Regions from separate parts of the Mus musculus genome. Here regions 2, 3, 4, 5, 6 and 7 are each linked to region 1. Evidence: chromatin contacts called from public HiChIP or PLAC-seq and promoter capture Hi-C data. All regions are on one chromosome and are shown on one strand. Each heading gives the region's core, a stretch centred on a gene start, on an enhancer-like site or on the middle of the called end of the contact. The rest is flanking DNA. Distances are from core to core; before and after follow the strand shown. Region 1 holds the start of Strbp (spermatid perinuclear RNA binding protein). Region 2 holds the start of Ttll11 (tubulin tyrosine ligase-like family, member 11). Region 3 holds the start of Morn5 (MORN repeat containing 5). Region 4 holds the start of Rbm18 (RNA binding motif protein 18). Region 5 overlaps Mrrf (mitochondrial ribosome recycling factor). Region 6 holds the start of Ppp6c (protein phosphatase 6, catalytic subunit). Region 7 holds the start of Rpl35 (ribosomal protein L35).

What was found. Promoter capture Hi-C pulls out the DNA fragments that hold promoters and counts their contacts. HiChIP or PLAC-seq counts read pairs in DNA pulled down with a chosen protein or histone mark. Capture Hi-C pulls out chosen DNA fragments and counts their contacts.
Region 2: a contact with region 1 is called in a promoter capture Hi-C map of pre-B cells, with 4 times the contacts expected there. The contact joins the promoter of Ttll11 here to the promoter of Strbp in region 1. A contact is called at or near these places in 2 of 39 promoter capture datasets (3T3-L1-derived adipocytes and pre-B cells).
Region 3: a promoter capture Hi-C map of liver shows a contact between it and region 1, with 5 times the contacts expected there. The contact joins the promoter of Morn5 here to the promoter of Strbp in region 1. A contact is called at or near these places in 2 of 39 promoter capture datasets (liver and pre-B cells) and 1 of 115 datasets of contacts at active chromatin or transcription factors (large pre-B cells).
Region 4: an H3K27ac HiChIP or PLAC-seq map of embryonic stem cells shows a contact between it and region 1, with 8 times the contacts expected there. The contact joins the promoter of Rbm18 here to the promoter of Strbp in region 1. A contact is called at or near these places in 8 of 39 promoter capture datasets (the 3T3-L1 cell line, 3T3-L1-derived adipocytes, the HPC-7 cell line and 5 more) and 2 of 115 datasets of contacts at active chromatin or transcription factors (embryonic stem cells and stem cell-derived neural progenitor cells).
Region 5: a contact with region 1 is called in a promoter capture Hi-C map of liver, with 2.4 times the contacts expected there. The contact joins the enhancer-like site here to the promoter of Strbp in region 1. A contact is called at or near these places in 8 of 39 promoter capture datasets (the 3T3-L1 cell line, 3T3-L1-derived adipocytes, the HPC-7 cell line and 5 more).
Region 6: a promoter capture Hi-C map of adipose tissue shows a contact between it and region 1, with 4 times the contacts expected there. The contact joins the promoter of Ppp6c here to the promoter of Strbp in region 1. A contact is called at or near these places in 4 of 39 promoter capture datasets (the HPC-7 cell line, cranial neural crest, liver and 1 more), 1 of 484 Hi-C or Micro-C datasets (CD4 T cells) and 1 of 9 other capture datasets (adipose tissue).
Region 7: a contact with region 1 is called in a promoter capture Hi-C map of liver, with 4 times the contacts expected there. The contact joins the promoter of Rpl35 here to the promoter of Strbp in region 1. A contact is called at or near these places in 5 of 39 promoter capture datasets (the C10 cell line, cranial neural crest, liver and 1 more), 4 of 484 Hi-C or Micro-C datasets (CD4 T cells, CD8 T cells and embryonic stem cells) and 2 of 9 other capture datasets (adipose tissue and liver).

Annotation. Positions count from the first base shown.
Region 1 is chr2:37,701,180-37,705,363 of GRCm38.p6, forward strand. Strbp (spermatid perinuclear RNA binding protein) reads right to left here and starts at 2,166. Exons shown (of 18, transcript NM_001379315.1): 1 at 2,013-2,166.
Region 2 is chr2:35,977,582-35,981,765 of GRCm38.p6, forward strand. Ttll11 (tubulin tyrosine ligase-like family, member 11) reads right to left here and starts at 2,239. Exons shown (of 10, transcript NM_029774.3): 1 at 1,591-2,239. The coding sequence starts at 2,043.
Region 3 is chr2:36,047,296-36,051,479 of GRCm38.p6, forward strand. It overlaps Morn5 (MORN repeat containing 5), which reads left to right and starts at 2,178. Exons shown (of 5, transcript NM_029309.2): 1 at 2,178-2,280. The coding sequence starts at 2,234. It overlaps Ndufa8 (NADH:ubiquinone oxidoreductase subunit A8), which reads right to left and starts at 2,043. Exons shown (of 4, transcript NM_026703.3): 1 at 1,897-2,043. The coding sequence starts at 1,947.
Region 4 is chr2:36,134,197-36,138,380 of GRCm38.p6, forward strand. Rbm18 (RNA binding motif protein 18) reads right to left here and starts at 2,508. Exons shown (of 6, transcript NM_026434.4): 1 at 2,286-2,508; 2 at 1-67. The coding sequence starts at 51. Mrrf (mitochondrial ribosome recycling factor) reads left to right here and starts at 2,202. Exons shown (of 7, transcript NM_026422.2): 1 at 2,202-2,503.
Region 5 is chr2:36,157,792-36,161,975 of GRCm38.p6, forward strand. It overlaps Mrrf (mitochondrial ribosome recycling factor), which reads left to right. Exons shown (of 7, transcript NM_026422.2): 5 at 1,808-1,899. Among named protein-coding and RNA genes, the nearest start is that of Rbm18, 23 kb to the left of the region's middle. Within about 2 kb of position 1,685, at least 8 of the 459 cell types and tissues checked have an H3K27ac peak or open chromatin away from gene starts, as enhancers often do. A contact at or near this core is called in liver, where this site is marked.
Region 6 is chr2:39,224,647-39,228,830 of GRCm38.p6, forward strand. It overlaps Ppp6c (protein phosphatase 6, catalytic subunit), which reads right to left and starts at 1,703. Exons shown (of 7, transcript NM_024209.3): 1 at 1,521-1,703. The coding sequence starts at 1,595.
Region 7 is chr2:39,002,714-39,006,897 of GRCm38.p6, forward strand. It overlaps Rpl35 (ribosomal protein L35), which reads right to left and starts at 2,418. Exons shown (of 4, transcript NM_025592.3): 1 at 2,371-2,418; 2 at 2,019-2,155; 3 at 1,394-1,475. The coding sequence starts at 2,373.

The DNA of each region.
Region 1 (4,184 bases), core at 916-3,415:
CTAAGCCTGAAAATAATCCTCCCTAGTTTTCTCCTCCCATTGGACATCTGCACTCTACCCTTTATTATCTCTCAGTGACTTAATTTTGGACCCTTTACTGTCTTTTGGGTTTGTTGTTGTTGCTTGTTTGCTTGTCTTTGTTTTGTTTTTCAAGACAGTGTTTCTCTGTGTGGCCCTGGCTCTCCTATAACTGACTAGGCTGGCCTCTAACTCAGAGCTCTACCTGCCTCTGCCTCTCAAGCACTGAGATTAAAGGCAACCACCTTTAATGTCTTAACACTGTAAAACTCCAATCTTTCCTCACACTTCCACACCTTGAATCTTCCAAAATCTTAATTAAGTAACCTACTTCTGAACCCTCTCTGACAGTCATTTCCTGCTTTAAACATGAGCATCCTACTTCCCTCAGCACACCAACTCCATACAACTGTCCTTCTAGCTACAGCCATAAACCCATAAACACCTCTCCTTTCCTTCAGTATAAGTACTATTCCTTTACATTTTCTACTACAAAATACCCTTTCTTCTGTCCCCTGCCTACTCCTTTCATTTCCTCTACATCCTACTACTGATTTCCCTTCAAACATACCCCCTACATCCTACTACTGATTTCCCTTCAAACATACCCCCGCTTCCATCTTCCTCCTCATTCCCAACTTCTCTCCACACCTCCTGCCCTGGGAATATTTCCATTTACACACACACACACCTTACCTACCACTCCCATATTTCCTCTCCCTCCCTTCTGCTCACCACCCCACTCTCCATCCTGCCACACACCCCATCCCTTTCCAGGGTGCTCCCAACCTCAAGGTTTCCTCTTCTGCTGGTGCCCACTAGAATTTCTCACACAAACACCCTCCGCTTCACTCACTTCTGCTGCCCTTTTACTGCTACACACACCTCCTGCCTTGACATCTCTCTCCACCCAACCTAAAACCTCCACATAACCTCCTTATCCCCATTTCTCTCCCAAAGCCCTCAAACTCAGTACCTGTGTAAACCACTCCTCCTCCCACTTGCTCTATCCTCCTCTACCCTGAATACAGAACCAAGCCATTTTCCCCAAGCCTGTCAACCCCTTCCTGTCTCCTTCCATACTTCCCAGCCAGATACTCACTAGGGAACTCCTGACGTCCTGGGCGCACACACACAGACAGACATCTCCTGCCTGAATACCCTCAATTTCAACCGCCACCATTTGAGAGAACCCCCTCCTCTGACACTCCTTCCCTCCATCTTTTGGGGCTCAGCCTGCTCGCCACACTCCCAGCTACGGACCCCTCCTCCGCCATTTCCCTTCAGGCGTCCGGTGGCCTTCCCGCTGCCTGCCCCATTCTCTGCCCCTCACAAGCAGCGCTAACCAGGGCATCTGCTCCTTCCATTTCTGCCTAGAGGTGCCCATCTTGTCCCTCCCTCCACCACCTCACTTGCCCCTGCCCGCCCCAAATCCCCCTACACACCCATCCGAATCCCCAAACGGAACGTCCTCCTTCCCTCTCGAGCCCGACCTAGGCCCCCATGGGTCCCCCAGGCGTGCCCTTGAGGCCCTGGTCACCGTGGGGCCGGGTCCCTCAACGCTCCCTTACACCCAAATCTGCCCACACCCTGTGCCCGCCCCCCGAGCCTCTCCCCAGCTCTTGCCCGCAACGTCCTCCAGCACCTGCCCCGAGTCCGGAACCCTCCCACCTCCCCAGAGCTGGCGCCCCGCACGCTGCCCACGCCCTCGGGAGGTTCAGGGCCGGGACCCGCGACCCCGACCCCGAAAGCAAGCAAGGCGACCCGCAGTCCTGACGCGGACCGGCCGGGTACCGCGGCGGCGACCACAAAGCTCAAGCCGCGGGGCTGGGATTGCGCCGCGCTCCTCGCCTCAGCAGCCGCCGCCGCTGCTAAGGACGCACAACAAACAATGCGGGGCCCGGGCAGCCTCCGCCAACTGCCTCAACCGCCGCCTCAACCGCCGCCCGCCCGGGACGGCCCGCCGCGCAGGCGCCGGCCCCGCCGCAGCCTACCCGCGCCGCCGCGCTCCGCCCGCGTCCGCTCCCCGCTCCCGCTCCGCCGCCGCCGCCACCTCGTCCGCCCGCGTCTCCGGCTCCTCAGCACAGCGGCGGCGGCTGCGGCGGCTGCTGCCTTGGTGGCGCTCGCGGATCCGAGCTCGGCTTCGGCAGCGACCGCGGCGGCGGCGGCAAGCACGTGACGCCGCCGAGCACGCCCATTGGCCGATCCAGGGGGCGGGGCCCGCGGCTGCTGGGGAACGGAAAGCCCGCCCCATCGCCCTCCGCGCGCCCCCTGCACGCGCGCTCTGCCGCACCTGAGAGCTCCGGCCAGCGCCCGCCGCCGCCGCGCCGCGCTGTCGCCTGCGTCAACTGCGCACCTGGGAGCGCGCAGGGCGCTCAGGCCCGCGGCCGCCGCCTGCACCTGCGAGACCGCTTACGTAAACTGCGTCCCGCCCACCTCGCGGCGCCTAGCCCGGGCCGCAAACCGTACCTGAGCCCCGCTGTGCCTGCGGCGGTAAGCGTTGCTGGGCGGAGGCCAACTGCTGAAAAGAGCTAAGCGCGCATTAACTTCGTAACTGCAGGTTCTGAGAGCTGCTCCCGGCCGCAATGAGAGCCGGCTTCCCCAGGTTCTGCGTCCCGGTGCGGGATGCTTCTCCAGCTCCAGCCTCGGCCTTTACGCTAACGGAGTAAGCGCCGCAATGCCTCCCGGGTGGAGGAGGGGCAGGCAGTACCTTGGCTGAGTAAGAGACTCCGATCCCTCCTTGATTCGCTCCCCCTCCCACTTGCCGGTTGTGTGACCTTGGCCAAGTTACCGAACCGCTCGAGCTTCAGTTTCCACTTCACAAAAACTAAAACTGTAATTCCTATTTAAGAGCCGTTGAGCAGATGGCATAAAACAATAGATATGAATTTTCCTGGCACATAGCAAGCACTGAACAAAAATCAAAATCTCCTCTCCCTACTCCACCCTTAATGGCCCGGGAAATCCTTTCCCTCCTTATTTCCCTCCTTAGGTCTGGAGTAGTCTAGCTAAACACCTACCCACTTTGTTCCAACGGTGGTACTGGGAAAGAAATAAAAGGTTCAAGTTTTATTTTACAGCTCTACGTTGGCATCTTCTTAGTGCCTAGCATTCTCCCAGGGGGTTCAGCCCATGCTTAGTGTGTGTTGCATGCTCCACACTCGGCAGGGTGCTAGAATGCACTGAAGAATAAGTCAAGGTCCTTAGCCTAAAGCAAACCTAGCAAAGAACCCCACTTAATTTGAGCAGACAGTAGGGGACTGACCTCCCACACTCCCCCTGGTAGGTCCCCTTCTCATCTTGCTCCTGTACCAGACTCAAATATTAACAGCTCTGGACTGGAAATGATTCTCAATAATACTTGCCTGACATGGACAAAGTCCAGGGTTGCATCCACAGCACTACCAAAATATATGACCTCAGTACTTCATTCACAGAATATGTTAATACTTAGAGTTAAAAAGCTTTGAGTATGGCCTTCAACTTCAGGACATACACACTTCCCATTGCCCCTCCTTGACACTTCATTAACAACAAAGCTGTCCTTTCCTAGCTATCCCCAGGTCTGTAACATATCCCTGAAGTCTATGCTAAGCCCCAGATCACTATGTCTGATTGGCACCTCATTCTAGCCTTCTGGAAACCTGGTTGTTCTATCAGTTTAGAACATACTCCATCTGGAGCCCCTTGACTGCCCTGAGACACAGGTCCAGACTCTTCCTGCTTGTGCATCACCAGTTCAACAATGCCTTGTTATGTCACCAAGCTGTAGTTTAGCTCAGTCTCTTCCCTGGATTGTAAGCATCTTGAGGAAAGGTTCATCCCTCTGCCTGAGTAAAGTTAGGAAAGACCACATACACAGAGGATGAGATCACTAAAGCTGGGTTTTACAGTATAAAAGGAAGTCTGCCAGGGGAGAAGAGACACTGCAGTGCACAATACAGGTTTGCTGTGCACTAGCTGTGTGACCTTGACAGATCTAGGTCTTAGAGCCCTCATCTGTCATTTTGCATACCTCAGAGTACTGTTACTAGGAGTCAGTGAGACTACATTTAACATATGTGGCCCTTAGAATTCTAACACTTATAAATTATATTTTTTAAGTAGGCAGAATATATGGCATTAAGGATTCAATAGTATCTCTTGTTTTGTTTTTTATTGAACTT
Region 2 (4,184 bases), core at 989-3,488, 1.7 Mb before region 1:
AGGTAGAGGTTCATGCTATGAAGCAAACAGCCAGGGCTAGAGATGGCTGCGAACATTGCCTGGGAAACCTCTCTCAGGACCTTGATCAGCAGTCCCAAGAGGTGACAGAGAAAGCCATGCACATAGCTAGCTGGGAAAGGAGCATTTAAAGCAGCAGCAGCAGCAGCAGCAGCAGCAACAGCAGCAGCAGCAGCAGCAATGGGCCTGCAGATACCAGGACTACTTACTGGATTTCATTCCCTACTGAACTAGGAACGCTTGAAGACAAGAGTACATTTAAAGTGTGATTCTCTAGGCCCAGCATAGAACTTGGTATCACCATAGAGGATATCTACAAATTAAGAGAATGAACCTGTGCTGGATTGGGTGAGCAAGATAAAGGCTGCTTCCTGTCTCTTCTCAGGGCTGAGCTGAGAACACAGGCACTTGCTAGCCAGCTTGAGTTCTTAGCTACTTTCTATCCCTGGACTCTCTTCAGTAGGTCAGCAGCATTGACAAGTCTACGTGTACCTTCCTGGCCCGCCTATCTTTGGGTGGCTCTGACAAGTCCAAGTTTACCTTCCTGGCCTGCCTATCTTTGGGCTGGACATGGGACTTTATCTACAGTTTAGACACTGTAGAACCGAGTCTCACCAATCTTCATCCAGTTTCCAAGGTGTGAAAATCAAGACTGAGAGGGCTCTGACACCTGGGATTGCCAGACCCCACCTCCACCACCCCACCTGATTCTTGGTTTCTCTCCAAACCAAACTCTTCCACTGGGACATCAACATTCTGACCATAGTGGACCTGTGGCCATCTCTCCCCAGTCTCCAACTTCATTAAACCACTTGTACCACACTTAGCACAAAGTTCAGAGCCTGAGCCCTCATGCTCTCTGCGCACGGAATCTTTAGTGGACCAATGGTTTCTATGCTGTAAATAAAGTCAGCTGGCTTTATTTACTCAGCCAATGAAAATAGAAACCTCTCGGATTCGTTGGTGCTTTTGTCCCACCCCGTCCCTTAAAAGGTCTGAAATGAATTCAAGGGTGATTCATCTGCTCACACATGCTTTCACCCCCACTTACTGTCACCTGCTACATCCCCCAATCAGTGTCTGCGGTGGTGGTGATGGTGGTGGTGGTAAAAGATCGTGATGAAAGTAGGTTGTCATTTGCTGAAACCTTGTGCAAGCACTAGGCACTATGCTCCAAACCGGAACGAACCGGCTTCCCTTTACCGAGGTAAACGGGACCAAAAGAAGAAAAGTAGCTTGCTCAAGGTCGCACAGCTAAGTTGAAGAGTGTAGTGAGGCGCTGGCGAGCACAAACCTGGCCCAAGAGTGGCACTCTAAGCATGAAAGTTTACTAAACTTTAAATATCACTGAAATGCAGAAAGTGAAAGGTGGCCCCTGGCCCCGGGGCCAACAGAGGAGAAGACAGGACGGATAAACCAGGATCTACAGCTTGACGAGGCCAGGGCTGCAGACATAAGAAAAGCTGTAGGGGAGCAGAGCAGAGACGGGCTGACCTGACCTGGGAAGTGGCTCCGGGGGCCAGGCCTCGGGACGACCCCCCTGTGCCCACGCGCCGGGCCGGCGGGCCTCACCTCCTTCCACCTGAGCTGGCGAAGACTGATCTTGAGCGCGTCCAGGGAGGTGCGGGCCTTGGAGCTGTCCACGGTGACCGGCCGCATCGAGCCTGCGCTCCGCCGGTAGACCCGGCTCCGGCTCCGGCCCCGTGCCTTCACGAGCTGGCTCAGGGCCCGCGCCGCCGGCCTCGGCTGGGCCAGGGGCAGCGCTGGTGGCAGCCGCCGGACGACGCGGGCCTCTCCTTCCTCGGGCGCGTGGCGTCGCGTCGGGGTCGGGATCCGGCCCACGTCCTTGGGCTGCTCCTCCAGCTCCAGGCGCTCTGGATCCCCGGCCGCGCCAGCGTCCACGCCCTGCTGCTTCTCAGTCTCCGCCGGTAGCGACTCGGTCGCCGCTGCTGTCGCCGCCGCCGCCGCCGCCGCGTCCGCCTCCCACTCAGCCTCCGGCTTCTTCTCCGGGCTGCTGCGCCGCATGACGCTCAGGGCCGGTGCCGGCGCCACAGCCACCGCCGCCGCCGCTGCTCCGCCGTCCCGGCCCGCGACCAAACTGCCGCCGCCGTCGCCGCCGCCGCCGCCGCCACGCGCTCCCCGCCCGAGCCCGTTGCCATGATCTCTCAGGCCCCGGTTGACAGGGATAGTCGCCGCCTCGGGACGGGGCCCCGCAAGGGACAATCGCCTGCCGGGCCCGGCGACCTCACAAGCGAGCGCGTCCACGTGACCAGGCCTGTCACAGAGGTGGCGATAGCCATCTTGGAAGAGGGCAGCTTGTCACACATGCAGAGTTTCTGAGCACTCAGGGACTGGCTAGGAATGATTTATAGTGGGGCTGAGGGTAAAAGAGGTTGCGCTCCTGTCTCGCTCCCGAGCTTGGAAAGGGAAGGACTTGGGAAGAGCGGCATCTTCCTCAAACACGAGACTTAGTTTCCCCAGTCCTACTACATTCATCGACTCCTTTTCTGTGAGCCTCAGACTGAGGCTGGAGGCCACCTTTGTCGGTTTTCAGGTCTCTCCCATGAGATGGAGAAGCCCTTCAGATTCCTAGACTTGTAGAGGGCAACACTTTTTATTACAATAAAAACATATAACAAAACGTACTAATTATTTTTAAATTTATTATGTGTGTGGTGTGTATAATTTTGCCTACATGTATGTATGTGTACTATGCATGTTCCTGGTGGAGAAGGAGGCCAGAAGAGAGCATCAGATTCCCTGATGTGACCTGCTGCGTGGTTCCAGGAAATGAATGGCAGATGAGCCTTCATCTCCAGCCCTCATTTAATCTATTTTTAATTCACTCTTCAGTGGCATTCAGTGCATTCATACTGTGGTGCAAACCATCTCTACCATTCATCTTCAGAACTTTTCATATTGAAAGCATACCCATAAACTAACTCCTGGGATTCCCACCCCACAGCCCTGGTCACCACAAGTCTATTTCCCCCTTGAATCTAACTACTGGGGTACCTCTTGTTTTTATCTTATTTGGCTTCACAAGGTTTTTGTTTTTGTTTTTCATCATAGTGGGTGTCAGAATTTTACTCCATCATAAAGCTTACAAATATTCTATGTGTGCGTGCACAATTATTCTTCCATAGACCTTTCTGCGGACTTTTTGGTTATTTTAATCCCTTGACTCTTGTGACTAATAGTGCCATTAACATTCATGTACAAGTATTTCTTTGAGCCCCTCCTTTCAGTTTTTCATGGCTGCCATACTTTGTTGTTGTTAAGATGGTCTCTTTAGCAGGCCTGGCTGTCCTGAAACTCACTATATAGACCACTTGGTATCAAACTCACAAAGTTCTGCCTGCCTCTGCCTCCTGAGTGATGAACTCCTATACCCAACTAAGGTAGGCATAAAAATGTAGAGTTGATCTAGAAGAGGGTCCTCTCCTGCCTGAGGGAGCCACATTTGGGTTAACTTGAAAGTTTCAGAAAATGGGGTTAGAAAGTCGTAACAGCAGCCTGGACTGACCAGTGGCCGTGGTTGCACTTCAGTGAGTTCTGCCACATTTAGTTTTAAGGGTCCTGGGGGAAAATGGCCCCTCCTGCATTTCTCCAAAAGTCTTGTTTCCTTGGCCGGGAATTTCAGTGTGTGAACAAGCTGCCTCGAGGCCCACCCAGGTGTGGAGGCGTCAAGAACCTGTAGGTGCTTGAGGTGCTTACCCTGTGGCCCAGAACATCTGGTTGAGCCTGTGGGTGTGACTGGTTGGGGGTGGGCGGGATTGTTAAAGTTGCCCCGTTGATTCTAAGGCCCCAATATCAAGAACCAGAGACTTGCCTGAGGCCTTCGGAGAGTTCTGGAGCTGTCCGTGGGGCCTTCCCTGCCCAGCCATTCACTCTCCCTCAGGAATTAGTTCAGGGTTATGCTTTCAGTAAGGAAAGTTCTGGAGATGAATAGTAGGACACCCCAAATCCTGTCCCACCTGATGTCTCTCATTCATTAATGCTTAAAATTATCATACCCCACCTCCCTCCTCTCTTAATCCATCCCTACAGTTGTGACTTTTACATTGAGATAGCATTTCTCTTGCCTTCCCTGTCACCGTTGTGTCAGGTCAGCCTCTGCCTTTTCTCCGAGCTGCTGCAGCAGCCTCCCAATGAGTACCATCTGT
Region 3 (4,184 bases), core at 928-3,427, 1.7 Mb before region 1:
CCAGATGGAGGTTCTTATCTTTTGCCTCTGTGAAGCACAGCTACAAGTTGCCAGGGTTATTCTGTAATGGCCACTGAGCTAGTCTTCCTGCTTTACCTGCTGTCAGTCTAGTCTCTGTCAAGCTGCTGAAGTGACCTCTGAAACGACAATTCTTATTTCACGCTGCTGGGACAATTCTTATTTCACGCTGCTGGTACGACAACTCAGAAGCCAGCCCCCAGAAAGAGTCATGCTTAGGTACAGAGTAAAACCTGAGCTTCCTATCTGCTGTTCAAGGCTTTCTGAGCCCAAACTGTCCTCCACCCTTCTCACCAGACTTCATACAGGGGCCTGTGCTGCTCTCTCGATGCAACTCAATTCACTACATTCGGGATCCCCTTTCAGGCCCCTGACTCCCCCACAACTTCATCTTTGTACCAGCCTTCAAATGCCATGTTTTACATTAAGCCTAATGTGGCTAGTCTACCCATCTTATATTCTCATAGAGAACTGTACAGCCAGAGTCATCTCACTTTGAGCAAAACCCCTTGTCCACAAGTGCTGAAAGCTACTCAAAATGACCAAGCCAAAGAAAGGGCTAGACATCAGCTCCAACATCAAATCTGCTTGCCCGCCTTTCATGTGTTAGTACTAATCATGTGTTTTAACTTTTACTACTCTGGTTATTTACATAATTATATATACCAATTGTGCAAACTTTAAAGAGAAATTTATTAGGATGCTTTTGCATGAAATGTTTGCTAAGCCAAATTAAACATCTAACAAAATATGTCAACTCATGTTTGACCAGTTACACGGTGGGATAAGAATAAAAGACTGGCTGATAGGAAAATCCTTTCTCTCGCCTCTAAGTCAATTTCATATAAATATGCTAACAATTTCTTCATCTGAGGAAAATACCAAGTTGCCATCCTCACAGGTTTGTGAGAGCCTACGTGAAGTCGTATAGGAGAACATTCAACACAGTGCCTGCCATGACAACACAGCCATCTTTTCCCTCTGTCTCACAGTATAAAGTCCAAACTGTTCCCGCCTCGTCAGTGACTTCTCTAGAGGCTTAGCACCGCTAATCTAACAGTAGGCTGACATCAGACAGCTCTCAGCTTCCTCGACAACACGGTTCTACAAGTCCTTCCTCACTCTGTTGCACTTTGGCTGAAAGATTTAACAGGCTGGGTTTCAGAAAAGATCTGGGTTCCTGTTACAAGTCTTCCATACACTGTCTATGTGACCTTGGGCAAATCGCTTCTACTCTTGGGGCCTATTTCTGGTCTACAAGGGAAACCAGTTATACCCTACCTTACTTTGTGTTCCAATTAGCAGCCCGGCCTTTAGAAATGGAGTGATCATGTTTGTGATAGTTACAATAGCACACCACTTTTACTTCACGTTTCACAGAGCCATGCACTGTGCTGTACAGCCTCTTTATCTGTCTCTTTATAAAACTATAAACTATAAGAGCTGGGCACTGTCTCTTACTTCCCATTGCACGTGCACATAACAAATACTTAAATGTCTCTCGAAGAAGTAAATGCTTTACTTGTGTCCCATTACCAAAACACCCTGGCCCATGCCAGACTCACTGTCCAACACGTACTGTGTGCTGCCGCGGCACCCAGGCCTGCTCTGCACCGAGATTTTGACAGACTTGGAAGGGGAAGGTGAGCACCAAGAGGAGGCAGGCTCGCCTCACCGGGAGGGAGAGCAAGGGGCTAGGTGATGCTAATGGAAAGTATCACCCGATTCACAAGAAGAGAGGCCGGTCGCAGTGCGCACAGGAATGGCTGGAGCCAAGGCGAGATGTGACCATGCAGGTCGCAGAGGCCGGAACCGTGCCTGGGCCCGCCTGAAAGCTGCAATCCCAGGCTTCCCGCCTGCCCTCAGGAAGAGCCTCACCTCCTCCACTTTCAGCTCTTCCAGAGTTGGCAGCTCCACTATCCCCGGCATGACGGCGGTAGCCGCGACCCTGACCAGGTGCCCTCGGCCGTGTCGCCCGTCTCCTTCAAGTCCCCTTTGGCTGGCCAAGACTGCCCGGTACCATCTGCGCATGCGTCTCCAGCGACGCGCAAGCGCACTGCTCTAGGGCCGCTGGAGGAGGCGAAGCGTAAGCCATTCCAGGAAGTCTAGCGGTCCCGAGGGGCGGGGCTTCATCTGGTCTCCGCCCACATCTCCTGGTTGTCATAGTGACGCCAAGACAGCTGAAGTTGGTGTCTGTTAGACACTAGCTGTTAACATGCAGTACACCGGGAGCCAGTATTTCGGGGAATACATAAACGGGAGGTAAGCCCCCATTCGTCCATGTCTCCACTTTCAGGCTAGTGAAAGACAACTGTTTTTAAGCCTCCGCCAAGGACCCTCAGCCAAATGCTTTCAAAAACTTGTTCAACTATAGTGCTCAAGCACAGATACCTAATAAGTCGCATAGGTAGGATTCACTCATTCATTCTTTCATTCATTCATTCGTGTGTGTGTGTGTGTGTGTGTGTGTACGAGCGCGTGCGCGTATCCCCTGCACCCATGACCATCTGTAACCAAAGTTCCTCTTCTGGCTTCTGTAGGCACCAGGCATGCACATGGTACACATTATATACATGAGAGCAAAACATACACATTAAAAAATAAATATTTAAAAAATTATGCAGGCAAAGAAAACTAGAAAATGGTATTCAGAGCTGGAGAGATGGCTCAGCAGTTAAGAGCACTGACTGCTCTCCCACAGGTCCTGAGTTCAAATCCCAGCAACCACATGGTGGCTCACAACCATCTGTAATGAGATCTGATACCCTCTTCTGGGATATCTGAAGACAACTACAGTGTACTTAGATATAATAAATTAATAAATATTAAAGAAAAAGAAAAGAAAGTGCTATTCGGCAAATACTGATTTTTCTCTGTGTCCAGATTTTGAATTTGACCCTGGTCAGAATCCCTGCAAACACAGTGGGACGGTTAAGCGTAACACAGTTATGACAAGTAATCAAGGTCAGCCCTGTGGTCAAGAGAGGCAGACCACATGTGAGATGGTCACTTTGCCTTGCCAGCAGCTCTGGATGAAGAAAGCAGAAAATTTTTTAGAGCTGGAGAGGCCGATGCTGGGGGGGTGGGTAATGGACAGATAAGCGATAGTTGTTTGGGCTATAAAGCACTTCATGGGGCTGTAGAGATGCAGAGATGAAGGAGGATCTGTATGCACAGGCTAGAGGAACTGCAGGGTGTTTTGAGGAAGCAGGAGTAGTGGTCTAGCCAAGCACAGGGACAGATTCTTAGAGAGAGTGGCAGTAATATATATAATGGGATGCTGTCCACATCTTCAGTCAGCTTTGCAAGGGAGATGGTATTATCTCAGCTTCAAGGTTAAAGGGTAAAAGGGAGCCTTAAAGGACTCAAGACCCTTGTCTAACCCTTTGGAAAGTGGCAAAGATGCTTGGGTGTGCAATGCCTTTCATGACAGTGAGACAGTTCAGGCTGATCTTGCAAATAAATGGTGGAACTTAACAAAACAACCCAGCTAAGTGAGGGAGTCGAGAATTTCTACCCAGCTTTGTGTCTAAACCATATCATTTCTTTTCATGAGGCAAAAGTTCCTACAGCGAAAGTTTTGACAGGTGGAGGTGAAGGATTGGGCTTGGGCACAGAGATTGAAAAACCCACACACATCTTGATTTTAGGTTTGTTTTGATTTGTGTAAGAGCCCTGGCTATCCTGGAATTCGCTCTATAGACCAAGTTAGCCTTGAACTCAGTTATCTACCTGCCTCTTCCTCCCAAGTGCTGGGATTAAAGGTGTGTGCCACCACTGTCCATTGGCTGTCCTTCATATGTAGAATAAATTAAAACCTAATCTTTGGTTATATAGACTCCCCATTGCTGATGGGAATATAAAATTGGACAAGTACTTTGGAAAAGCTTGGCAGTTTCTTAAAAGTAAGATAGCCATTTCATTTCTAGTTATTAACATGATAAATGAAAATCTATGCACACACAGAGGTGTGCTTGTGAGTACTCCTTCTAGCTTTATATAATGGAAACTGTAATGACTGAAAACTAGAATCAAGCAAGACATTCACCAACATGTGAGAGGACAAACAAGTGTGGTATATCCATTCACTGGAATAGTATACATCAAGGAAAATGTTGGTTCACATAACAGTAACATGAGTAGATCTTAAAGGAATTATATTAAAT
Region 4 (4,184 bases), core at 1,258-3,757, 1.6 Mb before region 1:
TGAAAGGATGGATGCATTCTCCAGGGGAAGAGTTTTGGTTTCTGTTTCCATCAATCTCTGAGAAATACTAAAGGCAATGTGAACATTCAGACAAGAGAATAAAACAATCTTGTGTGTACACACAGACTTCACATGCAATCCAAATACATATCCAAGGAAGGCATGCTCTCTGGGCAGTCTTTTAAAGGTCTGTTATTCCCCAACTGGGGCCCTGGACCAGTTCCCTTGGGATAGCCTTCTGGCAGCCATAGTTACCTTTTAGGATAAGAGGTACTGTTATGTGGAGAGTCTTAAGTCTTTGAAAGCAGGCTGTGTGACTTAATTATCTAAATTTTATAGGCCTCAATCCCCTCAAATGTAAAATCAGAGGCAACTGTTCTTATTTTACAGGACAGTTGTGAAGATCACATACATCACAAAAATCACTGTATTTAGCAACAGTAAAACAATATATATTAGCTATTGGTCAGGTTTACTGTTTTGTTAATAATGAGATGGTTCTCCTTAGTTATTACAGTTCACCATCTGCTTTCTTTGTGTAACTTTTGCAAAGAGTGAGTGTTAGGAGATGTCTTAGTCAGGGTTTCTATTCCTGCATAAACATCATGACCAAGAAGCAAGACTGGGAGGAAAGCGTTTATTCAGCTTACTCTTCCACACTGCTCTTCATCACCAAGGAAGTCAGGACTGGAACTCAAGCAGGAGCTGATGCAGAGGCCATGGAGGGATGTTACTTACCGGCTTGCTCAGCCTGCTCTCTTATAGAACCAAGACTACCAGCCCAGAGATGGTCCCACCCACAAGGGGATCTCTCCCCTTGATCACTAATTGAGAAAATGCCTTACAGCTGGATCTCATGGAGGCATTTCCTCACCTGAAGCTCCTTTCTCTGTGGGAACTCCAGCTGTGTCAAGTTGACACAAAATAGCCAGGACAGGCTCATACACACAGAGTTAATAAACCTAAAAGATCTGTAAAGATAAATCCTGCTTTCCTAATTAGTTAAGGTTGCTGAGAAGAAAAAAAAGAGTTTATAGATGAAAAATGAAATTTTAATAAATATACAATATGATAAAGGAAAGGTAAAGGGACAGAGACGATAGCTGCCTATACCAGACTTCAGACCTCCCTCCTAGGAAAAAAAAACAAAAAAAACAAAAACCCAAACCCCCAAACCAAAACATGTATCTTCTGTATCTAGAAGTGCCTCAAGCTCTGCCTTGTACGAAATACTCTCCATTCTCGGATATTTTTGAAAAAGAGAACTAAATTTAAAAACGGCAAAATATTGAAGTAATTGACAGATACTGAGACAGGCACTATCATTTAACGACTCTTCAGTTTAGTTCCCTTATGAGGAGAGTACCTCATTAAAGTCTGTAGCTCTGCCAAATTCTACCCCTAATGCCTTCAGAACCATGCTGAGAACTCACCCAACACTGAGAAAGCTGTGTGACTGGGGGTTGCACTACTTCAGACTGAGAATGCTGGATTTGAATGCTAGAACTTCTGATGTTCTCACGTCTAAAAACAACTGTAACACCAAAAAGATACTTAAACATGCCAAAGAGGCCATGTATAAATAGGAAGAGTACAGGACATGGGGCTAGAGAGACTCGACTCAAAATCAACTTTTCCAACTACTGTGCCTTTAGTAACAGTCCCTCCCTTAGGTATCTTCCTCAGGATCTCTGCTCCTGTGTGTGAACACAATGAGTAGTTTACTTTTTGCCTATGTTTCTAAAATAATAAAAGCTCCTATGGCATAGGGCCTTGATCATGGTTCTCTATGCCCAGCATATTGTACACTGCCTGGCTCAGAGTTGGCACTATTTTCAATTCTCTTCTTTCCTGAGATGGAGACAAATTCCTGCATCACGTGGTCATTTTAAATAAGAATATACATGTGACAGCTCAGCTCATGAAATTTTGAGAAACAAACAGTAAAGTCTAATAAGTTAGTATGTGACTATCAAGTCTTTTGGGGGTTGCAAAGGCGACAACTCCTTTGAGTAACATGTTCACAAATGCCAATCTACTCCTCCCGGCTGAGCGGTATCTACTCTAAAAGTCAGGAGGGGACTGGGGTCGCTTATTCTTACACGTTAACCACGGGGTCAGGCCAACAACCACGGCACCCCGATTCCTGGCAGCGAAGTCACTAATGGGATTGTTATTTCCGGCCAGAGACAGGACAATCCGGGGCGGGGCCTAGAAGCCTGCGGGTGAGGATGGTTTTCGCCAAGGCCCCGCGGCCAGGATGGCACTGAGCTTCGGGTACTCACCTGCTAGCCTCAGAGCTGTGCCCTCAGCTCATGCCCCGAAAGCAGCTTCCGACGCTGGGGTCCGAGCGAAGGACCTGAGGTTACCTCTGCCGAAACACCGCTCGCCGCCTGGCCGCCCGTGACGCACTACGCCTGCGCCGCCGCGCTGGCCCGTGACGTCATGACGCCCGCACCTCCGCTGTCCCGCGTGTGTTTCTCTATAGTCCCGGCCGTAGCTGGTGAGTGGCCTTGAGTGTGTGTGGGGGTCGGCTCTCAAGGAGTGGGCGGGATTCGAGCTCTGGTGACACTTTTCTAGGCTCTCGGAGGGACCTCGTAGGGCTAGGATACTATCCGTGACTGGTTCAGCAGAGTTCGGCTGGACCTTAAGGCCGGGGGCGGGACTTCTATGCTCACAAGGGTGGGGCGGGGCCATTGTCACTCAGCCGACATTTAGAGCCTTGCCTGGGAACTTGGTAAATAGTTCCTGATGCTTAAGACGTCACCTGACAGGAATAATGCCTTTTCCAAACAACCCTACACGCGGAGGTGTAATTATTCCCGGTGGTGATGAAGAAACAAAAACTCAAGCGCTGTCTTTACCAAGGTCGCGCGTCTCCCAAGTGATGAAGTTTGAATTCCACCCAGGCCTGAGTCGAATGCCTGGGGCTTTTAAAATCATCATTCTGCTGACCAGTGGGCAAACAGTTGTCATTTCGATGGTGCTTCATCATTCCCGTGACTCTGGCACATTTTACAGATTAAGATCACATACTTAGGAAGCACTAGAAGCAGGACAGTTGCCTAGGCCATCTCAAAGTTTGGTGCTTTTTTTTTTTTTTTTCCTTCTCATTCCTGTGTTTTTATTAACTCACACACAACTACTTGTCTTCTGGATTGTTGAAGCAGTAAGGCAGGCAACACTCACCACAGTAATGTCTGTCAAGGTAACTAGCCATGAACACTCTAGCCCCATGTTGATCAGGAGGACATTTTCATCCACTTTATAGTATTTCAGCACAGCCAACTTAACCTTCTTATTCTTATTCTTCTTGGCAGTGCTATAACCCTTTATCCTTTTCTCAGGACCACCATGAAGTCTCAGCACACCTTTTGAATGTTACAGTCAAAGTATGGCCATCTTTCAGCTGCTTGCCAGCAAAGATCAGCCTCTGCTGAGAGAAGGAATTCCTTCCTTATCCTGGATCTTGGCCTTAACATTTTCTATAGTGTCCGAGGATTCAACCTTTACTGAGACCTTCCATAAGGGTCTTCGTCTCTTCCTCTTGTAAGGTCTGCATGCTCGGGGTGGTTTCACCACAGATGGTGGATCGGATCCACAGTGCTTTCTCTTTTGACCACATTCCATTGAAATTCCCAGAATCTTAGAGAACCCATAGTTGGAAAGCCAGGAAACTTGATTTGATTCCTTCAGTGAATGGCCGAGGATACAAAACCAAATTAGGAGAAATTATTTGCTATAGTTCTCATCTGGGGTAGAGCTGTGATCCATGCTCTTTGAATGTAAGTGGTTGTGAATTCCAAAGTTGCATGTGATAGGGTTGATGAGGCGGGTACATTGGAATCCAGGTGTCCTAGTCTTTACGTGAAGTCTTTGTCCACTATTCCTCCTTTGGCGTGTGCCAAGGACATTTGGATGTTGTATTGAGTCAGGTATTCCAAATACCTTTCTTTACATGGTACTGAGTTTGTAAAGAAGCACACCATGTTCCAAGCAGAGAACTGGAAATCCAGGGGATAACGGAAGCAGTGTTGAGAAATAGAACCCAGGACCAGCCATCAGAGGTGTAGATTCCAACTCTGGTGCCAGCATTTTGACATTTGGCAAGGATTTAATCTTTGTGGAAGTCCATTATCATACTTAGCACATTTGTATGATGTCTTTATTTTTGTACTATACTA
Region 5 (4,184 bases), core at 435-2,934, 1.5 Mb before region 1:
TAGCTCTTCTCTGCAGGGGGACACTAACCTTATTTCTTTGCCTAGTTATCCTCTTTGATTTGACTTCATGTGTGTGAGTGTTTTATCTGCTTAGTGTGTACCATGTGCATGCGGTACACACAGGGGCCAGAAGATGGTAATGGACCCCCTGGAGTTGGGTTACATATGGTTAGTGGCTGCCACGTGGGTGCCAAGAAACAAACTTAGCTCCTCTGCAAAAGCAGTAAGTGTTGGTAAGTGCTGAGCCGTCTCTTCAGCTCCACATAGGTCTGTAGTGTTCATAGTCTGTTCCTCATGTAATGGTGACTGAGTATACGAGCTTGAGGGTCTTTATAGCAAAGACAAAGTAACAGCAGTGGGCTAAGTGCAGTTCAGCTTCTCCTTACCCCTGAGAGGAACTGACGTTTGATAGGTCGTGTCTTTATTGCCTGTTTCTTGGGTTGTCAGAGAATGCTGTCTGTTCTAAAGGATTTGGCTTTACCCTGTAGGCCACTTGTTCACAGTCAACAGCTGGTGCTTGGTTATATCACAGCTCCCTTTCCAACCTGAGAGTCTATGCCAGAAATGCCATTTTAAAGCTTTAGATTCTTCACACCTGGGTGTGGATATTCTAGTTTGACATTTTGACCTCATACAGGTATAGAATTAAGGTTATTTAAAGATGGAATGGAAGTTTTTTAGATACCTCCTCTAAAACATTAACAGTGAGATGCTTGGAGAAATAAAATTGGTGTGTGCCACCCTCCGTGCCTTTCAGACATAAGAGCTGGAGAGGAACTCAAAGACAGGGATTGGCCTTGAATTCCAGTGGCATGGCATGATCTGCTCTGGAAAAACCTGAAATACTTTTGAGTATGTCAGAAGCCTTGTTCTTGTGAGTTTGTTGTCTTCCACCCACTTTCTGTTGCTTTTAGGATTGCTACAAGGTGAGGCTGAGTGTTAGGGACTCTGTACCAGGGAGGGGGCCTGTCAGAGGGGCTCCTGAAGGGTGTTAGGGTGATAGTGTTTCAGTGTAATGCTTCCATTGACTCTGCCATTAACTTGTGCTCAGTACACGGACACAGTTTATTCACACACTAACAGCTCTTACTGAATGTTAACAGTGCCAATCACTGAGTAAGGTGCTTTAGCTCACTCACTGTCTTAGTGATGTCCCGGTACCTCATCATCTCTGATTGTGAATGATCAAATATACCTCGCAGGGATCCTGGTCCCAGAGCTGGATATAAACTGAAGCTTTTCTGACTCCAAGATCGTGCTTTGACTCTTCTGCCATTCTCCCCTTTTTGCTGTGCATACCATTGGAGGTTTATTGCTTATGCTGAAGTGTGTGTAAGCTTGGTATTGAGTGTAGATGTGAACGAGTTAAATTTATTTACTCATTCCACATTGGCACTGGTATATTTTGAGTGTAAAATGTCAACTGGATTTTTTAACGTATGAAATCTTTCATCTGTCTTTGCACCGATCTTTGCACAGACCAGCCCTCCTCCCTTGAGAATTTATTGTGGTTTTGATCTGTGTTGCCTCAAACCATTGAAATCTTTTCAAAGAAGCAGAGCTGTTTTCTTTTTCTTTTTTCTACTCTTTCTTTTTTCCTTCCGCAATACACTGGTACCAGGAGTGGACATAGTTTGCTATTCAGCTTGATCAAAGCACTCTACACCAGTGTAACTTCCTGATCTTACTGGTAACAGAACTAAATGTTTCCATGTTCTGCCAAGATGGGTTGCCAGTTATCGACAGAGGGCTTGCATCTGGTAATAATTATTTACTAATTCTGTTTACCTTTTGATCTGGTTTTCAGTGTACAGCTGCAGCTATCAAGGCTATAAGAGAAAGTGGAATGAATCTGAACCCAGAAGTGGAAGGAACACTAATTCGGGTACCCATTCCTAAGTAAGTTTGGCTGAAATCCACGTATTCCAGTGGTGTGGGGTAGTTGCCCTTGGATGGAAACCAGTGCCCTGCAGCATTCTTGGGCCAATGATGTGGCTCACTTACCTGCGTCTTTTACTCTGGCTGTGCTATAAGATCAGTTTGCTGGTACAGTCTTGTTTACCGAATACCTATGTGTGCTAGATGCTTGGTCTACAGCAGTGAATTTCAGAACCCCTTGTCCTCACACTTTCTGGCAGGAAAGTTAGGACAAGTTAGCACACAGAGTCATCACAGCTCACGTGAAGTAAATTCTAGGAGGAGATAAAAGGCATTGGTATTCAAGTGAGGGCGAGTGGTGGGAGAGTTAGAGGACAGGGCAGTTTTAGTGTGTGGGGATTCTGTAAGGAGCTAATGCTTCTGCTGAGAGCCTGCTGAGGAGGCAGAATCATCAGCCTAGGGGAAACAGTCCAGGAAAGATGAGTGGCAAGCAAAGGCCTCAGATCACAAAGCAACTTGACACTTGTCAACTCTAACCCCATAATCCCTATCGAATTATTTTTACATTAGTCTTTGGTAATTGAAGAATTAAAGGCATAGATCCAAAGTCATGGTTTTTTGTTTTGTTTCTTAATGGGGTTTTAAATGAATAAAAATAGATCTTTGTTCCTAAAATTGAAAAGAGAAGACAGGGCTGATGAGATGGTTCAGTGGGTTAAAAACAAACCGTTGCCATAGAAGCCTGATAGGCTGACTCCAGTCCCTGAGCCCACATAAAGGTGGAAAGAAGCAACTGACTCTACAGAGTTGTTTTGGCCTCACGTGTGGGCTGTGGCAGCAACCCCTCCCCACCAATAATAAATTAAAAATATTTTTAAAAAGAAAAGATAATACTTGGGAAGTGGGGTCAGGAGAGTCAGAAGTTTAAGGCCAGTCTGATCTACACAATGTAACTCTTTCTTGAAAGAACTGACAGGATGGTGACATGTTTGAGTAATAGAAAATCTGGTGTGCCTGAAGCTCAAAGAAAGGTTAGTGAGAGCAGGGTTTGGACAAGTACCGATGGGCGGTTCAAGGCCATGGAAGGAATCGGGATTTCTTCTAATGGTGAGGAGAAGCCGTTGGATGGGTTAAGGCCATGGATTGATGATCTTACAGAGCTTTGTGGGTGTCTCTCTCATTGCTAATTAACATATGGAATTTATGAGACAGAGTAGAGATAAAAAGAACAGTCAACAATCAAAGTTACAGCAATCCAGGTGAAACATGAGCCATGGTTACACAGCAGAAAAACGAAGCCCCTATTACTACTACACAGTACCACACACTGGATCAATTTGTTTAGCCATTCAACAAATACTTACTGAGTACTAACCATAGGACACACGCTTTATTGTGGTACAGCAGTAAACAGAACAGCAAAGCTCCTTGTTTTTCTGAAGCTCACCTGAGAGTTAGCTGAGCAGATGTAATAAACTGTCAGTGTAATGTCCAGTGATGCTAATGTCTATGAAGAATCAGCAGGGCAAAGAGGTAAAGGAGGGCTGGAGAGAGCTCAGCAGGTGAGAGTACTTACTGCTCTTGCAGAGGACCTACCTGGCTTCAGTTCCCGGCACATACATTAGATAGCTTACAACTGTATCTCCAGTTGCAAGAGATTTGATCAGCCTTTTGGCATTGTCTTAGTTCCTATTGCCGTGAGAAAACACCATGACTAAGGCAGCCTATACATGGAGGAGTTTATTTGGGACTGATAGTTCCAGGGGTATTGGGATCTATTACCATCGTAGTAAGGAGCGTGGTGGTAGACAGGCAGGCATGATGCTGGAACAGCAGCTGAGAGCTCACAAACAGAAAGCAGAGTATACACTGGGGGATGGAAAGAGTTTTTCTGAAACTTCAAAACCAGCCCCACACCTCCTCTGAGAAGGCCACACCTCCAAATCCTTTCACAGTTCCACCAACTAGGGACCAAGTATTCAAACACACGCACTGAATGAGGACCCTTCTCGTTCACACCACCACAGGCCTCTTGAACACTTGTACATCTGTGGTGTACATGAACTCATGTGGGTATGTACATTGACACACAAATTAAAAAAAAATCTTTTAAGAAAGTTAGAGAAATTTGGGGGTTTTATACAAGCAAGATTCAGAAAGGAAGGGACATTTGAATGATGTAAAGCAAATGAATGACATCTTCCAGATAACTAGGAAGGAGATAGAATGACCGGGGTTCCTGTTGTGTCACCTGGCAGGCTGTATTCCTTTATGGAAACTGCTTCATTTGTCATGATTGGCTCTAA
Region 6 (4,184 bases), core at 453-2,952, 1.5 Mb after region 1:
GGCCATCCTCAGGTACATACTGGGTTGGAGGCCACCATGAACTTTTTTTAAAGATTTGTTTTTATTTTATGTGTATGGCTGCTTTGCTTGCACACATGTCTGTGGAACACATGTGTACCTGGTGCCTATGAAGACCAGAAGAGGGCATCAGATTCCTTGGAACTGGAGTGACAGGATGTTACAAACTATCATGCCCTTGCTGGGAACAGAATTTCCAGGTCCTCTGGAAGAGCAGCCAAGTGCTCTTAACCATTGAGATATCTCTCCAGCCCCAGCAAGAACTATATTAAGATCTTATCTCAGGAAGAAAGCAAAAACAAGACAAAACAAAATTACCAAGCAGGAAGACAAGGCAAATGCCTGATTCAGGTGGCTGAATATGAACACCAATCATGTAACACAGGCAGTCAGTATGTAAGTTACAAGCTATGTACTTTCACACAACCAACACTTGAGGTCTTAAACATTTTGCATACTTGTTGGCTGATTTAAATATAAACTTCATGTACTAGATGAGACAAGAAAACAGACACAGAGCAAAATCTTCACAAGAGAAATAAAATTCGTTAGGAAAAAGGCAATTTTTTTCTTGAAAAAATTGTTTTAAGCCTGTGGCTTAAAAATATTACAAAAACAGCATGAAAAAAAAATTCAAATGATCGAGAGTGACTGACTACATAGCAAATCAAAGTTAACGGAATAAAACAGACATTAGCAACCATCGGATAAACACCAACGTGGTCCTAAGCACTAGTTTTTGCAGAAACAAAATACGGTTGATAACAGTGGTACACCAACGGCTTACTTCTTTACTGCATTAACTTAGCCTGAACTGAGTAAGACCTCCTTTGGAAAACCAAGAAAACGACACCTTGAGTTACAGGGGAACAGCTCAGAGGTCATAAAAACATTTGAACTTATTGATAAGCAACTGCTTATTCACTTAAATAGCTCAACAACGGGCTAAGAAATGAGATCCACATCCAAATCATCAGAAGAAAACTACCACTCCTAAGAAGCAATTTAGGGGAGTGGTGAAGCTGAGGCGACTTGTCATTCTCTCCCATTATGGTCGCATCGATCCCGCCCACCGGCTTCCACCTCTCAGGGACTTAAACACACCGCGGCCGCGTCCCTGGAGCAGACAGCGGCTCCTGTTACCTCTGCTGGGAGGACCCCATCCCGGGAGCACTACCCGCTCGGCCCGGCTCCGTCTCCGGGAGGCCGAGCGAGTTAGAGTGAGAGTCTTTAAGCTCGGAGTCCCGTGAGGGTCAGGGGATCGTGACATCCCCCGGGATCTCCCCTCAAAGAACTGGACAGCATTCGGGGGATCCGGGCTCCCCTGGTTCTCCGCGTCACGCCGCCTCGGACCCGGTCCTCTCGCACCGCGGAGCGCCCTCCGCCGCGCCAGGATCGGGCGCCCGGTAGGGATCCCGCCGAGGGAGAAGGGCGGGCCGGCGGGAGCCCCGCAGCCGGAAGGGGCTTGCCTCGCAAGCTGGACGGCCTCCGGCCCGGCTCACCTTCAGGTCGTTCTCGGGAAGGTACTTGCACTGCCGCGCTATCTCCACATACTTGTCCAGATCCAGCGGCGCCATTTTAGGAAGAACAAGCCGCGGCGACAGCAGCGGCAGCGGCTGTAGTAGCGGAGGCAGCGGCGGAGGCCGAATCCGGAACCCTCCTTACGTCACGTCCGATCCGTGAGTGGCGTCTGCGAAGCGACGTAAAAGCCTGACCCGTTCCGCTCTCTCTCTCAGGCGGAATTCCGGGCCACGGATCTATCTCCAAGAGAACCCGGAGGTCCTTTTGATAAAACCTACTGGGACCCGTAGCTCTCTGCCGCGGGGCGTGCTGGGATTTGTAGTTTTAGTAAAATGCTCTTCCTTTCCTATCCTTGGCAACAGACTTCACCTCAAATGAGGCTTTTTCTAAGGAAGACCATGAAGTGGTTAACTAAGAATTCCCTGGCTCTCACTCCTACCCTGTAAAGTATCTTCAGTTAAAGTTAAGAGTTACTGTTACCGCCTTTCCAGGACTACTGAAGACCTGGCCTAGACAACATTTGAAACAAACTTAACACCACCGGTTCTCTGGCTGGGGGGTGGGGTGGGTGGTGGGTGGGGGAAGAAACAAACAATAAAGCATTTCTTATGCCACATTCTGTACAAATACTGGCACTTTTTTTTTCTCCTGTTCAATTCTTGTAAGACTGTAAGAATGCAAAGTTTGCATGTGTTATTTGCCCCAAAATCTCAAAGGAAACAGAAAAGATGGATCCTAGACTGAAAAACAGGCTACTGACTTAATCCGGTGAGTTCCAGGAGGGGGCCGGAAAGGTTTTTTTTTTTTTTTTGTCGTATCCCAGTGCCAAGAACAGTTCTTGACACCTACTATAGCTTTAACATTGGTCCATTTGACAACTCTATATTGAATAGCAACAAAGTACAGATACACTTATAGGCAGTTAGAATAACCAATGGCTGCAATAGACAAAAATCTCTATCCTTGGGGCTGGAAAGAGTGCTCATTAGTTAAGAGCACTAGCTGTTCTTCCAGAGGATCCAAGTTCTATTACTAGCATCTACGTGGCTGCTTTCAAGTCCAGTTACGGGAGATCAGACACCTTCTTCTGGGCACTGTGTGCATGTGGTACAGAAATATATTTGCAGTCAAAATAAATAAAATAATAAAAAATAATGTATTAAAAAATCTGTCCTCAACTTGCAATTTAATTCTGTTAGAGATAACCGACAAATATAATAAATTACTCAGAGCATGTTAGAAAGTGATAATTTAAGGAAAACATTCCAGCATAGTAAGGAGGATGGGTTGACACAGGATTCAGAATTAACCTGACCATAGTGTACCACATATTTGACCACAGCAGTGATGAGGCAGCTGGATAACTGTGAGTTCTAGGATAGCCTAGTCTATGTAGCATGTTGCAGGTCAACCAGAAGACCTTGTCTCAAAAAAAAAAAAAAAAACACAACAACAACAAAAACACAGCAAAGTTGGGAAGGTGGGAAGTTGTATGGAAGATATCTGATGCATTTCTAAGCTTATTTGGAGCTTTTGTGGAAGAGCCATACCATAGTGGCTGGAGCTCAGAGGAAGAAATGAATACATAGATTTATTTTCCTTTTGATGCAGTGGACAACTGTTGTAGGATTTTAAACATGCAACATGATCAAACTTATTTGGATTTTTAAATTTTGTTTTCTTTGCTTGGTTTTGTTTGAGACATCTCTTTAGCCCCTTAAAAACAGAATTCAAACATTCCTACAAGAATTTAGAAATGTAATTTATAGTCTAAAAGGGTTGGTTCCAACAATGTAAACTATCTGATATTCCACTTTTTCTTGTTAATATACTCCTCCAGCATGGCTTGAGGTTTCAAGCCAAAAGACCCAAGGCACATCCAAGCATTCTGGAGCTTTACTTCAGAGAAGTAATCACTGTCCAAATACATACTGGGCACATGGCAGATCCAACCTTGCCCTGGTTGTCTTTCCAGAAGGAAAGCAGAGTGAGTGTATACCTCTAAATTCTTTGGCAGTCAGTGGGAGCTTTCTGATAATTACAGGCAGTCACAAAGACTGTTTTGCGTTCTACCCTCACCATAAGAGTATGACACTCTGATCACACATAGGCACATAGGTGAGCCATTTCTGTTTTAGGAAAGAAAAGGAGTACCTATACTTAGGACATAGATCAGAGATGATGCAGATGAAGTTGCCAAAAGAGGGTTGATCAGTTTATAGATCATGGTTTTTACAGAGGAAAGACTCTGGGTCTCCATAGACACCCAACTGCAACCCCTACAGAAATCTTAAGATTTCTGTGTTGCAGAGAGAAGACACCCAAAGTATTAATAATTTACCCCAAGAACATATAGTTTCAGTGAACGTTTTATTCCTCACCCTTTACAATAGAACCTCCTAGTTGTTGTTCGTGTTTAGTATCTCTGATCAGCTTATGAGCTCCTAAAAGGCCAAGGGCCTGCCTATGGTCTTGGAACGTGCTGTAACTACAAATGGCAGTTATGGAAATGAACCATTCGTTGCTGGTGCCGCAGCTTGAACCAGCCTCAAAACCTACACAGGAAAAGTCTAGCATTCTGTGGCATGCAGGAAATCTCATTCTGGAGCCTGGAGCAGAATTCAAGGTCAGCCTGGCTTACATGA
Region 7 (4,184 bases), core at 1,168-3,667, 1.3 Mb after region 1:
GTAGGATAAGGTGGGTGGATGGGCGGGGACATGGAGCCACATCAGATAGGCCTTCAGCCATGTCAAGTTCATTCACCCACTTAGAGCTCTGCCCATTGAGCAGTCACCAAACACACCCATCTACTGTTCATTCTACAACAGAGTGGACAGACTACAAAGCTCAACACTTAAGAGTTCACACACCAGGATGCCTGCAATCCCAACTGTTGCGAGCCGGCCAGTTAGAGGCAGAGGGCCTCTGGGAGTTCTAGGCTACCCTGGTCTAAAAGAAAGCAACCCCCCAGAACTCCTACCCCGGCTCCTTGTGGACTGGAGGTAGTTCAGGGCAGGGTCACTCACTTGCCTCATGGCTTAATCCCAAGCACCACCTAAATAAAGAGCCTCCACCTCCAGCCACATGAGCTGAAAGGCCACACATGTCAGCATTAGCAGTGAAGCACAAACAGTTTCAAACGCCACTGCGCAGGGGTGAGGTAAGCGTCCTACACCACTCAGCAGGCTGAGTGATGGGTGTCTGGGCCCCAGCATCTCAGAAACCGAACTTCAGACCCGCCTAAGTTAAAAAAAAAAAAAAAAAAAGTCCCTTGTGGGCAGTGAAGTCATACTTTGTGATGAGCCAGACCCAACACTGAGTAAAAGACTCCACCTGATGGCCTCAACTATAAAATGACACAGCTTCCCCCTACCCCAATTCTTCCGGAGACCAGCCATGGTCAAAGGAAGTAAATTCCTAGCACAGCATGTGAGTTTGAAAGCATGAACGTTTCCCCCCAACCCCCGGTCAGGGTTTCTCTGTGTAGCCCTGGCTGTCCTCGAACTCAGAAATCCTCCTGCCTCTGCCTTCCAAGTGCTGGGATTAAAGGCGTGTGCCACCACTGCCTGACAACACTAACATAACAAACATCTTGTAACTATCCCAGCAATACCCTTAATGTCCTCATGATATGGCTCCAAAGAGAAGCTTTTGGGGGTCGCTGTTTAGCAACTGTGGGTGTCCTTGGGCAACGCAACCTTTCCAAGCCTTGCAACAGCAGGTGCTTGGCTGTGAGACAGACACCCTGAACAGCTAGCTTTGCCTCAGGCTAGGGTTCCAGTTCCATCTTCTAACAAAGCAATCTAACCCAACAACTACCACACAGCTGAGTTCAAAGCTAGTGTCCAGTCCACCCTCACATCCGACTTTTTTTTTGGGTTTGGTTTTCTGAGTGCTGAGATTAAAGGCTTGCGCCACCCTGACCAGCCACATCTGACCCTTTGACACCAAGAACTCCTGTCAGTTCGGGAAGCTGGTAACTGGGCAAACTCAGCCACATAATGGGAGCTTACTGAGGCCCAGTCCTCCAGTCCCTTGTACCCTATACCCTTTCCACAACAGTTCCTGGCCAGTGCTCACCTTGTAGAATTTCCTGAGGTTTTCTTTTTGAGTCTGGTTAATAACAGTGAGGACTCGGGCGATAGACTTGCGAACGACTCGTCTATAAAAATAGATGGCAGTGAAGATCAGGTAGGCACATTAACCCCTCCAACACAAGGCCCTCATTTCTGCCACCCAGGAGGGAAATCTAGAGATAAGGACAGGTTTGTCAACAGATAGACGTGGACACTTAATGCAGATTTGGCCCAAGAACTTATCCCAAAGGCCAGAGACTGAGACCATGCCTTCAAGTTACCTAGTTCAGTGTAAGGAATCACAAATTGGAGAAAAGAGAACAGGTGTGAAGAGAGGACATTGAAGCCAGGCAGAGGCCACGAACAGCTGATTTTAGTCATGGTGATAAGAGATCAACTCGTGACTGGAACACATGGGCTCAGCGTCTCTTTTCAAGTTTCCCTCCCTTGTCGTCACCACTTGCTTCCAGCCGTACTACAACCCATGTGAGGCGGCACCACCATGGCCCTTCAAGGAATGCCCTATTCTCTCACCACAGTAGTTGGCCAAGGACAGTCGAGGGGAAATGGCTCAAGGGGCCAAGGCAGGGAAGGGGAAGCACCCAGCTGGGACCTCAAGGCCCACTTACATCTTGGAGAGCTTGGACGCGGCGCCGCCTGTCACTTTGGCGACCCGAAGCTGGGACAATTCCACCTTCAGATCGTCCAGTTGTTTCAACAGCTCCTCCTTCTTCTTGCCGCGCAGGTCCCGAGCCTTAATCTTGGCCTGCAATGAGGAGCGACTCTATGGGTCACGGAGCTCCCGCTTCGTCCCCGGCCGACCCAGGAGGGACGGTGCGCCAGAGGCCGCGGCGTAAGCGAGGGCGGGCAGCCTGAGCCGGCCCCCGCTGCTCTCTGAGTTCCCCCCGTCCGCCCCGCGCCCCGCGCCACTGTCCCCACGTGTCCCCGGCGACCGATGGCACCCGATTCCCGCAGCCTCACCATTTCGGCGTTGTTCACGGCTGAAGCAGCCTGGTTCGAGAGAAAGAGGAAAGGGCGGGGCCGACTTCCTCAACTACTGCCGGGTGGCGCCGGGCACGGCCAATAGCGTCGCGGTTTGGGAGGCCCGCTCCGCCCCTGCGCAGCCGCGGCCGTGGTGCCCTCCGCTTCCCGGAAGTCCTGCCTTCCTAAGGTTGGCTGGTCTCTAAGCGACCCAGCTGGGGAAACTGAGTCTCGCGATGAGCAACACCGGGCTGGCTGGAGGCAGCGCAGAGAAGGCTGCAGTTCTTCTGTTCCCTCGGTTTTATTCGGAAGCTTGAAGTTCTCTGGTCTGTGCGGGGCTGAGCTAGCCGCGGGTGGTGTCAGGGTGCGGAGGGCATGAGGTGTGAGGGTTTTCTTTAAAAGTTTGAGACAAGGTCTTATTCTAAATCGCTTCCTAATGCTGACAGTACAAGTGCCACAATGCCTCGCAAGTGTATGTGAGAGAGCCAGCGAGCATGGAGGTTGGAGAACAACCTGTGGGAGTTCTCTTCTTCCACTGTTCGGCGCTCGAACGTCGAACGCAAGTGGTCAGGTTCGACCTAACCATCTCGCTATCCTTTTTTTCTTCTTTTCTTTTTTAAATACAAGGCCTCCATATCTATCTATCTATCTATCTATCTATCTATCTATCTATCTATCTATCTATCTATCTATCTATCTATCTACCTACCTACCTACCTATCTCCTGGACTTGTTTTGTACCCAAGTTTGGTATCCAAAGTGCGCCACCACCTGGCAAGGGTAACAATAAAGTCATCCAGCAAGAATTTGCGGAGATGGTATGTAGTAGTACAAATCTCATCCCCAGACTTTTGTGGGATTTCTGATTATTGCTTTAGGTCTGGGCACGGTGTCACAGCGCCCAGGCAGTGGAAAAGGAGGATCCGGAGTTCAAGCCTTCTTTATTACACCAAGATATATTAATGAAACCGTCTCCAGAGAGATTCCAAATCGTGCTGGTAGCTTAGTTCCGTGGTAGTGTTTCCCTGGCATGCACAAAGCTGTGTGCATTCCCGGCACTGATACAAGAATAAATAAAAGCTCCGAAACAGAGTCTTGCTTTATTGCTAGTACCAGTTTATATCTTGGCAAGTCCCTTCGCGTCTCCGGTTAGTGTATCTTTGAGGATTAGAGGAACTAAACTGAAAACCTGCAAAGCTCCCAGCCAAGACCTGATATGTAAAGATTGGGGAAATTATAACATGGTTAAAGTGCACATGACCCTTTGCCTACAGTCCCAGACAGACCGCTAGCATCTAGATCAGAACAAAGCAGACGATGTTGGGTTTGTGTGATGAGTTGACCAAACTGACCAATTGGAGCCCTTTCTTTGCCAAGCTCCATTCAGCAGCTGCCCATTTTTCCAGCAGTTTCTCAATTGTTCATGACTTGATGCTGATAGAAGAGGTACTCAAGGTACTGTAATGAAAGCTGGGCGTGGTGGCGCACGCCTTTAATCCTAGCACTCGCGAGGCAGAGGCAGGCGGAGTTCGAGGCCAGCCTGGTCTACAGAGTTCCAGGACAGCCAGGGCTATACAGAGAAACCCTGTCTCGAGAAAACAAAACAAAACAAAACAAAACAAAAAACCAAAAACCAAAAAAACAAAAAAGGTACTGTAATGAACATTTTTTAGTCACCTCCCATCCCAAGTGTAGCAGCGTACCCTTGTATCCTAAGTGCTCTTAAGTACCAAGCTGAGTTAAGCCATGTGTTTGTGTGCCTGTTTCCAGAGCCAGTCTTGAAGGTCTCTGAGGGTTTAATGCTTTTCAGGCCC